Linked DNA regions of Mus musculus: regions 2 and 3 are each linked to region 1. A link is a contact called in public Hi-C and promoter capture Hi-C data. All regions are on one chromosome and are shown on one strand. The core of a region is the stretch at or near the end of the contact, and the rest is flanking DNA. Distances in the headings are between cores, read along the strand shown.

What was found. Hi-C and Micro-C count contacts between places; a contact is called where the count stands out from the background. Capture Hi-C pulls out chosen DNA fragments and counts their contacts.
Region 2: a Hi-C map of bone marrow-derived macrophages shows a contact between it and region 1, with 85 read pairs. The contact joins the enhancer-like site here to the promoter of Asgr1 in region 1. A contact is called at or near these places in 21 of 39 promoter capture datasets (the 3T3-L1 cell line, HPC-7-derived erythroid cells, cranial neural crest and 14 more), 6 of 15 datasets of contacts at CTCF or cohesin (the G1E-ER4 cell line, the NIH/3T3 cell line, embryonic stem cells and 3 more), 163 of 484 Hi-C or Micro-C datasets (the 63-12 cell line, the AML12 cell line, the AtT-20 cell line and 89 more), 26 of 115 datasets of contacts at active chromatin or transcription factors (CD4 single positive thymocytes, PVALB interneurons, a beta-TC-6 cell line and 18 more) and 5 of 9 other capture datasets (adipose tissue, embryonic stem cells, embryonic tail and 2 more).
Region 3: a contact with region 1 is called in a promoter capture Hi-C map of adipose tissue. The contact joins the promoter of Tnk1 here to the promoter of Asgr1 in region 1. A contact is called at or near these places in 2 of 115 datasets of contacts at active chromatin or transcription factors (double positive thymocytes and embryonic stem cells) and 1 of 9 other capture datasets (adipose tissue).

Annotation. Positions count from the first base shown.
Region 1 is chr11:70,052,312-70,055,810 of GRCm38.p6, reverse strand. Asgr1 (asialoglycoprotein receptor 1) reads right to left here and starts at 1,456. Exons shown (of 9, transcript NM_009714.3): 1 at 1,323-1,456; 2 at 845-930. The coding sequence starts at 911.
Region 2 is chr11:70,190,575-70,193,982 of GRCm38.p6, reverse strand. No RefSeq gene overlaps it. Among named protein-coding and RNA genes, the nearest start is that of Slc16a11, 22 kb to the left of the region's middle. Within about 2 kb of position 1,667, at least 50 of the 459 cell types and tissues checked have an H3K27ac peak or open chromatin away from gene starts, as enhancers often do. A contact at or near this core is called in the 63-12 cell line, CD8 T cells, the HL-1 cell line and 7 more, where this site is marked.
Region 3 is chr11:69,857,359-69,860,577 of GRCm38.p6, reverse strand. It overlaps Tnk1 (tyrosine kinase, non-receptor, 1), which reads left to right and starts at 1,848. Exons shown (of 14, transcript NM_031880.3): 1 at 1,848-1,871; 2 at 2,069-2,173. It overlaps Gm32708 (a long non-coding RNA gene), which reads right to left and starts at 1,962. Exons shown (of 5, transcript XR_879975.3): 1 at 1,695-1,962; 2 at 552-662.

The DNA.
Region 1 (3,499 bases), core at 207-2,706:
GACCTGCCCTAGCATTCCCGAAGCCCTGGACCTCTGCTGCCACCCTGTGGCATAATATTGTCATTACAGACGATGAACCACGCCTGGGGAGTCATTGCTCCACCAAAGTGTGGGAAGGGTGGGTTTCCTCCTCTTTCCGTGAATCCTGTGCGTCTTTGGTTGCATGCAAGGAGAAAAGGTGAGCCTCTCCCACCAAGGGAGAAAATGACACTCAGTCCTGTCGGTTGGCCTGCGGGCTTTCCCTCCTGCCCCCCCCCCCCCGCCCCGTTTCCCCTCCTGTGCTCCTTCCTGCATAAAAGCACACTGCCCACCTGGGATACCTCAAGAGCTCTGTATTTGTTTGTACAGGCACACGACAGTCCCTGCTCAGAGGACAAAGTAGGGAGAGCAGATGCTTCATCTTTCATCCGTGCTGAGACCCTCAGCCCCCTCTCCAAGGGTCCCTTAAGTCAAACTGATCCTGATCACCTCCCATCCCCACCTCCACCTCCACATACACACTGTTGAAACTGAAGAAGAAAGGGACCTAACTTCAGACGGGGCTGACAATAAGCTCATGCCCCCGACCTTCAGTAGGCCCCACACCTTGGAGCCACCCTCTGCCTGGGGTCTTGAGAAATGGGTAACATTGGGAGGAAGCTTGGACATCTGTCACTGAGGATGCCAACACTATGCCCTGTACCCTATGTCCCAGCAAGAGTGATGCAGCCACTGTTTTCTGAGTGTATGGAACAGAGCTAGGGATCTCCACAGGACACAGGAGCTGAGTCGGAGGGACAGAGCCACTGATGTTCTCCTCCAGAGGGGAGAACCCCTCGCCTCTCTGAAAGGGAGCACCTCTCACCTCTCCGGAGTTGATGATGGTCATTATCATTGTCCAGGTGCTGGAAATCTTGATAATCCTTTGTCATGATGGCACTGGATCCGGACCTAGGACAGCCAAATTTAGAGCCTTTAGAGCTGAGGCCGAGGCTAACAGACTCAGAGCTGGATGAAGTCCAGTTCCCTTTTACATCTGACTAGGTGGACATACTTTCTGTCTCCCCTAACCCTATCTGCTCCCAAGCCTGACATCCAAAAATCTATCCTCTAGCTGGACATGATGACACATGCTTTTAATCCCAGTATTCAGGAAGCAGAGTCTGGTGGATCTCTGTAGGTTCGAGGCCAGCCTGGTCTACAGAGTGCATTCCAGACTAACCAAGGCTACATTCTGTCTAAGAAAAATCTCTCCTCTCCCATTCACACACACTGCGCATGTGAACCCATACAGCCACTCTCTCTTGGCTGTCACCCATCCCTTCTCCTCCTGCTGTACTTACTGAAGGTCCCTCAGCACCACGAAGAGCCCAGGCTAAGGAGGGGGCTGAAGCCTGAAGAACCAGGTGAAGAGCCCTGGGCAATGGGAGGGGAGGGGACAGGGTCCATCCAGGGCCCATGTGTGTCCGAGCACGCTGAACCTGGCATCACCAACACCGGGACTTTGAACCATAAACAGAGGTAGGAGTAGACTTGGAACTGGGGAGGTATAGGGGAGGAAAGAAGGCATGGGTGACCTCTATTCTATTTCTCAGAAAAGGGGAGTCTACACACACACACACACACACACACACAGAGGCACACACATCTACGCATGCACTTCCGCATGTTCAATACTTGTTACCTTTTTGTGGGTGAGACAGGCCTTAAAAGGCTAGGGAACAGTTTGCTGCTTGCCCTCAGAGCCCTCCCCCTTTCGGTCCTGAATTTCCCAGAATTGTCCGTATCTCCAAATATCCCTGACCAGGATCAGAGGCACCAACTGATTCCCCGCTCTTGCCCAATCCTGCCCTGTGACCTCAGTGTTATAATTGCAAGCTGTAGATTCCTGGGGTCTCAGCTCCAGGCTCCTCAGCCCTAACCTGACTGACTCACTCTATGGTAGTCCTCCAAGCAGCGCAGTGGTAACAGGAGGAGCAGCTCCCCTCTAGGATCAGGGCCAAGAAATCACTGATTCTACCATATGCCCCAGGACTTCAACCTTTCTCATCCCCAGAGAACAACCCATTCTGCAGGCAAGAAAGCTGAGGCTCTGGAAGACAAGGGCTTCTCAAAGCCATACTACACAGAAGAGCACAGACTAACACCCGGGCAGCCCAACTCAGTGACCTGTGTGCTGCCTCCAGCACCTCACTCAGAATGGGATCCTTAGCTGTCCCACGCACCAGGTCCCCAAATCCCCAGAGAGGCTTAAACATGGCCCCTCATGGTCCTGAGAGCTTCAGAGAGGCCTGTCAGAACTCAGGCTTGGGACAAGAGCAATATTCAACATATAATCCTCCTCCTGTTAGGCTCCACAGTGAGGAGTGGCCTCTGTGGCCGTCTAGAGCCTGTGAGCTATTCAGGAAGGTGCCGCTTACATAAATCCAACTACTCTGTGCGTCCTTGCTTGTCTGTGTCCTAAAAATCCGCATGTTTACATGAACCGGGCTTGCTGCCAGCGATTTTGGTGAAAATTGGGCCATTAATTTAACACTCTCTGATTTTGCCACTTACAATCTAGTTTATTCTGGCAAGCAAACAGATACAGATCCAGTCTGAATAGTAGCTCTACTCATAGAGGTAGGGACTAGCAGGGGGCACCGAGCCTCTTGCTCTCTCAGTGCTAGAGAGACCTCAGCCCTAGCTTGTAAAACTGGAAAATGCTGTAAACTCAGGATTTTTGCATCTTTCTATTTGCATATTGTCCTGGAAGAAGGCATTTTGAAATACAGTTCATACCTGAGAGCCATGCCCTAAGCTCATGGATCAGAGAGCAGTACTGGACTAATGTTAACACACATGCTTGAATAAATGTTAAGTGTGGATTGTGGATGTATGAATGAGTGTGTGTGTAGTTTTTCATCCCTTTTCAATAGATTTCTATTTAGAGAGATACATTTTATAATATATATTATACATATACTATGTATAAGTATAATATATAACATATAACATAGTATATATACATATGTATATATATATCCCATTGGATATGTGTACCAGTCATTTACCACAAAGTAAGTACCCCACAACTTAGCAACTTAAACAATAAACACAGACCATCTCCACTGTAAAGGTTAAAGTGCGGCTTCGACCATTGGTTCTGACTCAGAATAATCTCTCCTGAGGACACAACCATGATCTCAGTCAGTGCTGTGTTTGTTGAAAGACTGGACTAAGGCTGGAAAATCAACTGCCAAAGTGACTCACTCATAGGACAGGCAAGTTACTGTGGGTTGCTGCTTAGACTCCTCTGTTCCTCACCACACAGGCCTGTCCACGAGGCTGCTTGAATGTCCTCCTGACATGACGGCAGTGGGCTTAGCACCACACAGCCCATCATTTCCATGCCGTCCTCTGGTCTCCCAGGTCAGCCCTCCTTATCATGGAAAAGAACCACACACAATGTAAGTCCCAGGAGGCGAGAAGCCCTGGGACCTTCGAGGGGCAAGTAATCCCATATCACGGGCTCAGAGAT
Region 2 (3,408 bases), core at 418-2,917, 140 kb before region 1:
TAGCTCTGGGACTGAAACAGAGACAGCCTCATCTGAAGTTCATAACTGTACGGAGTTATGGAGTAGGGTGGATCCCTAAATACTTAAGGGACTGATGGTAAGAATGAAAACATTGTGGATCATGTTGCATAAAAGAGAGACAGACAGACAGACAGACAGACTTTGGCTGAGTCACGTATGAACTGCCCACTGGGACCTGAAAGGACACACAGAGAAGCTGAAAAGAAAGACGGCCTGAGAAGAGCACATTCCTGGCCGTCTGTTTCCTTGCCTGACTGGTCTGGAACTCAGATCCATCTGCCTCTGGCTTTTCAGTGATAGATCAAAAGCAGGTGGCACCATGCCTGGACTTTTGTTATTATTAACGTGATTTGTTTTCTCTGATAATAAATGACCAACTCTGCCCTCTCCCGACACACACACATCCAGAGTCTTAAGTAACTGTTGTATTAGGAAGAACCTGACCTCAGAGGCAGGAAATGGGCAACAATGTAGCAACCATAATGTGTCTCTTCCTGGCCTAGACAACAACAGCCACATTCCCAATGGTCTCTTGGCCTCCAGCCGGACTCTACAGTCCAAACTCTTTACTGCCACAAAGTGAGTTTTTCAGTAGTCAGTTCTGCCCTTAGTACAGAGTCCTAATTCCTTAACCAGCAACTCAGAATCCTTCATCATATTAACACTGGTCATCCTTGGGGTTCCCCCTCCAGTACCCTCAGCTTCAGCCTTGATAGTTAGGACCGGAGTTGAAGGATAAACAGCAAGACTTGTTTTAAAATTAGATGTAGCGCCAAACCAATAAATTCTGAGGTGCTGAATGGGTTTCAGCAGCCATGGTCTGATTAAAAGAACAAGGGGCTGGAGAGAGAATGCAGTGGCTAAGACTGCTGGTTGCTCTTGGGAAGGACACAAGTTCAGTCCCAGCACCCACCTCACAGCTCATAATCATCTGTAACTCCAGCTCAGTGCCAGGGGATCTGCGGCCTCGTCTGCCTCCATGGGCACTACACATGTGTGATCCATAGATATACATGCAGGCAAGACACACGCATAAAATAAAATAATGAATTTTTAAGGAAATTTTTTAGTAAGAAAGAATAGAACTAACTAAACTAGGTCTATTAGGAAATTTGTTAAATCAATAGAGGTAATTTCCTTAAAAAGAAGAAATTACCAAATCTACTGAACTTAAATAAAAAATAAGCACGATGCTCCACATACCTTCTATTCATCAACAATTTCTAGAAATTCTAGTAAGTATAAAAATACATAATTATAGACTACACACCTAGGAAATATAAAAATATAAGGTACATAAACTAATCTATATATATATATATATATATATAGTATAAAATAGCAGAATTAATAAAATTTTACAAGATGGCTGAATACAAGCCCTGTACGCGTAAAACAGTACCTTTAATTCCCTATGCTAACAACAGGACAACTAACTTTCTTGGAACCCTCCTACTGCAGAACTACCTAAGGTAGGTTAAAAAGAAAGAAAAGTGCCGTTTAAGTTAGCAACTCAGCTATAAAGAAAGCAGTGGGATTTTTTTTTTTTTTTTTTTTTTTTTTTTTGTCTAAAGCATGAATCACAAGCCACAGAGGCTGGGGCATAAGAGCCCACGAACACAGTGGAGCCAAGGGCATTCCCATGTGGCTTATGAAAGACAAGATGGAGGCTGGCTGATGATAGAAAGTTCAGAAATGACTACAGAGTGGGCAAAAGAAACCTGTTTGCCTTATCCCCACCACTGGGCAGAGAAAGACAAGCCATATCATAAAAATTCAGAACTAGTGCCGGGTGTGGAGACACGTGCTTTAACCCCAGCGCTTGGGAGACGGAGTGGTAGGTGGATCTCAGTGAATTTGAGGCCACCTGGGTCCACATAAGTTCCAGGCCAGCCAGGGTAACATAGAGAAACTATCTCAAAAAACAGCAACAGCAGCAGCAGCAGCAACAGCAGTGACTACATAACTGGAAATGCCCACTCCAAATCAGATCAGGGCCCACCCATCTGACACATCTGAGATCCCAGATACCCATGGCAGAGCATCTATAGTAAGGTCCTGCCAGATTGGACAGGTCCCAGGCACCGGCTGAAGCAAGCATGAGCCCTCTCTGGAGGAAGATTCCATCAAAGCTTTCTTGACAACTTTTAAAGAGACAGATTTCTAGAACCAAGCGTTTACAGCTCAGAAACGCACAATGCTCTCTCTGTGTCTCTGTCTCTGTGTCTCTGTCTCTGACTCTCTCTCTCTGTCTCTCCATACACACACACACACAACACACACAAGACTAGGCAAGACAAATCAGCAATAAGAAGTGGCAGAATGAGGCCCACGTGGAATTTAGTGACTTGAATTTTAGAGAGAATAAAAATAAACACATTATATAAGTAAATAGAATAAAACTTGAAAATGTGAGCTAGAGGTCATTGTCAAAAAGGTGAGCAGGCTCGCTCTGGTGGACTAGTGGGGCCACATGCCCATGGTAGCCAAGGAGAGGGCTGTGAGCATGCGTGCAGTGGATCACTTCTGCTTAGAGGAGTGGGGCCTCCTCTGGTTCTAAATGGAAGATCCAGAGTGTGACTCATTGCTTCCTATGCTGACATTCATAAAAGGCATGGTCTGGCTGTTACAAAGTCGGGAGAACCGGCTTCCAACTCCAGGCACGGAAGCTAGTGTGAGCATCAAATAGGAAAACTCAGACTGTATGAAACGTAATTTTTCTTTGCCACCCCCCCCCTTTTTTTTTTCCTGAGATGGGGTCTCTTTATGTAGTCCTGGCTGTCCTGGAGCTCATAATATAGACCAAGCTGGCCTCTAATTCAGAGATCCTCTTGCCTCTGCCTCCTGAGAGCTGGGATTAAAGAAGTGCACCACCACCATGCCTGGCTTTCCCTCTGACTTTGGTAAGAGTGATGGACATGACATGACCTTTAAAGAAGAGAGATGGCTCCGTGGTTTAGAGCCCTTGCTGCTCTTGCAGAAGACCCAGATCTAATTCCCAGAATCTACATGAAGGCTCATTGCAACCTCAGTTCCAGGGATTTCTGATCTCCGCAGTCACCGGCATGCACACAGTACACACACCTACAGGCAAAATGTTCAGGTGCACAAAATTAAATAATTAAGAAAAGGAAAATCCTGCTGTGTGTGTGGTGGCAGAGGACAGCGAAAACAAAAGGGAAGGATTCCAACCTATACTGAGAATTGGATTAAGACCTCAGTGTGGACTCCATAGCAGTGAGGCGGAACAGGAAATGTTTTTGAGATGAACAGAGGTAGCCAAAGGGCAAAGAGATCACTTCTGTTCTTGTGGTCTCATTGCAGTCAGCAGAGCCTCAAGAGGAGGAGAGCTCGGGGCATGGTGGCGCACGCCTTTAATCCCAGCAC
Region 3 (3,219 bases), core at 599-3,098, 200 kb after region 1:
TAAACCCTACCTCAGCCTCTGAACACTGAGATCACAGGAGTTTGTCTTTATCCCTGCAATATGGTCATTTTAGTATACTCCCACATCTAAAGAAAAGCAGACTAGGTATGTAATTATAGCATTTAGTAGGCAATAAGAAGAGATACTGCTGAGAATTCTCCAAATCTGGTAAAAATTCTGAATTCACAGAGGAAATATAGCAGTGCATATAACAAATAGAGAAAGATCATTATCTAAGAACTACGCAAGAAAACAAAGAAATACCAGTGCTATTTTAAAAGCAGGGAATAATGACAGATCATGCACAGACATCATCAGATCAGATTGGACTGACAGATTGCTTTACAACTAACGTACATCGCACCTACTACATGCCTACACTGTTCTGGGACTTAAAACACCAACAGGAGGAGACAGGCCGGTTTCCTACCCTGCAGAGCCCACAGTGTAATAAGAATGACAGACGTAGGGGGAACAATTAATAGCGTGTCTACTTGGTGGATCAGAGAAGGGGTAGGAAATCATATGTGTAGAATTGCAGTGTGATTTACCCAGGAATGCTGGAACATCCACATGTTGCTCGATAAACAGAGGTGAAGGAATGGCGGCTGCCGTGTTCATGCATGCATTCTTCCTTGGACCGAAGCCTTGAAGCTTCCTCTCTGGGACCTCAGAATAAAAGGGAGAAAGAATGACTCTCCTTGAAGCACTCTCCAGGATCCCAGAGATCCACTTTTCTTTTTTTCCAATATTTATTTATTCATTTTATGTATATGAGTACACTGTAGCTGTACAGATGGTTGTGAGCCACCATGTGGTGGCTGGAATTTGAACTCAGGACCTTTGGAGTGCTCTTAACCGCTGAGCCTTCTCACCAGCCCCCAAAATTCATCAAGCATTTTTTCACACTATTTATTTATTTACTTATTTATTTATTTATTTATTTATGAGTGCACACCAGAAGAGGGCATCAGATCTCATTACAGATGGTTGTGAGCCACCATGTGGTTGCTGAAAATTGAACTCTGGACCTCTGGAAGAGTGCTCTTAACCAACTCTCCAACAGGGCTTACAACTTTCAACCCAGTACTAGGGAGGCAAAAACAGGCAGATATCTGCAAGTACAAGCATGGGCTGCAAAATCTCAAAGAAGTGGGTTTGGGACTGGAGAGATGGCTCAGCACTTAGGGATACTTGCTGCTCTTCAGAGAGTACTCAGTTCCCAGCACCTACTCTGGTGGCTCACACCCACTTTTAACTCCAGTTTCAGGGGATCCAGCACTCTCTCCTGGCCTCTGTCCATGCAGGCACACAGACATAGGCTCGGGTTGGGGTTGGGGGGCTGAGTTATAGAAGTGCCTCACTTCTTGACTGTCTAGGACCAAAACTGATGTCGGTAACAGCGCCTGGCTCCATCCTAAAGCATCCTGTGCCTTTTCGATTCCCTTCCAGGGACACAAAATGCCTGTTAGAGCCTTTCTCCTAAAGGCAGTGACTATTTCCTGATTAACCTACAGTTCCATACCTGGGCAGAGAACTACAAGATGCTACTGTTTCGGTGAAGGATTTGGGGAAGAACAGCATATGGGACAGGGCCGGGAGGAAGAGATCTAGGGAGAGTGAGGAAGACTGCCAAGACTGTGAAGAAAGGCAAGGCAAGCGGAAGGAAGGTTAACCACGGCCTAGAGGCTCACCTGTCCTACAAGTGGGAGGAGCTCCGCCACAAAGTGTCACCAGGGAATTAATTGGTCCTCGATTGTTCAGGGCCAGCTTCCAGGATCCGCCCTCCACAGCCTGGGGTCCCGCCCTTTTTAGGATTTAATGCCCGCCACTTGGGCGGCCCCCGTAGCTGCCTCTTCCGCCTTCGCCAGGTGAGAGTCCACACCTAGCAGGGGCGCCCGGGCCTGGGACCAGCGGGCTCCCTTTGGGGTGCGTCGCTGGATCCCTTTTCCCGGATCCTTCCCTTCCCTCTCAGGATTTCTTCTTGGCTGCTTTCTCCCCGCTCCTCCCTTCCTATCTGTGGTGCAACACAGGGCCTTTTTGGATTTGAACTTTCTTCTGCTCTCAGTTCTCAGGCCGCCTGGGGTGACCAACTCCCCACGCTCCCCACCTCCACCTCCCACCTCAGACCTCCGATCTAGGACTTCCTCGTGGTATAACTACAGAGAGACAGGTGTGTAAAAGAGAGTCTTTGGGCAGGCAGCCCGGACCCAGAGGCCTAGAGCCTTATTTAATAATGGCTGGTGGGACTGTTTGGTAGCTGACTTAGGCTGAATGACGCAGGAGAACACCTGGGCACTGTACCTGGAACTGAGCTCAAGTGGGTGTGGAAGGACCACACACCTAGCAGTCTAGGCGGCTTTGCGAACAGTATCTTAAGTTTGGCTCTCGGCTTAGCCTTCGATTAACAGCCCAGCCCTGATATCTGTTTAATTTTCAGTGTTGCTGCCTCGGGTGTTTAAGAAGCCATGACCATGGGCATTACTGGGGTGACGTGGTAGTGTGTCCTCATTATGTGTGTTTGTTTATGTGATCCTTGGAGTTTCAGATGGGTGGTGATATATCTAGGTATCTTTGACTTGTGGAGGCAGAGAAGCGTTGTGTCTCAAGTACACCTGTGTGAGGGCGTGTTGCAGTATGCCTGCTTTTTGTGGCAGAGTATGGGAATATCTTGGACTTGAGGCGACATGTTCTGATTGTCTTAGGCATGTTTTGTAGTATATCTGTAGGTCTCAGTGTGTGTGTGTGTGTGTGTGTGAGAGAGAGAGAGAGAGAGAGGTGGTAGTGGGTGGGAGGCACTGCACCTAGTATACCTATGTTCCTGAGGTATGGTGTGTTAGCATAACAGGGCATCTCTAGTTTGTATATGGTAGGCAAAATGTCTCATATATGAAGAGGGGATATGTTTCAGTTGTATACGAGTCAATGTGTGCTGGGAACTAAATGGGCACAGTATTTGAGGGTCTGGAGTTCAAGGGCAGTAAGCCATAGGGTCAAAGCAATGGTTTTCAACCTTTGGGTCACAACTCTCCTGACAAATCCCTGTCTCCAAAAATATTTTCATTATGATTTTTAAAACTTTTTTGGTTTTTTTGTTTGTTTGTTTGTTTGTTTGTTTGTTTTCGAGACAGAGTTTCTCTGGATAGCCCTGGCTGTCCTGGAACTCACTTTGTAGACCAGGCTGGCCTCGAACTCAGAAATCCACCTGCCTCTGCCTCC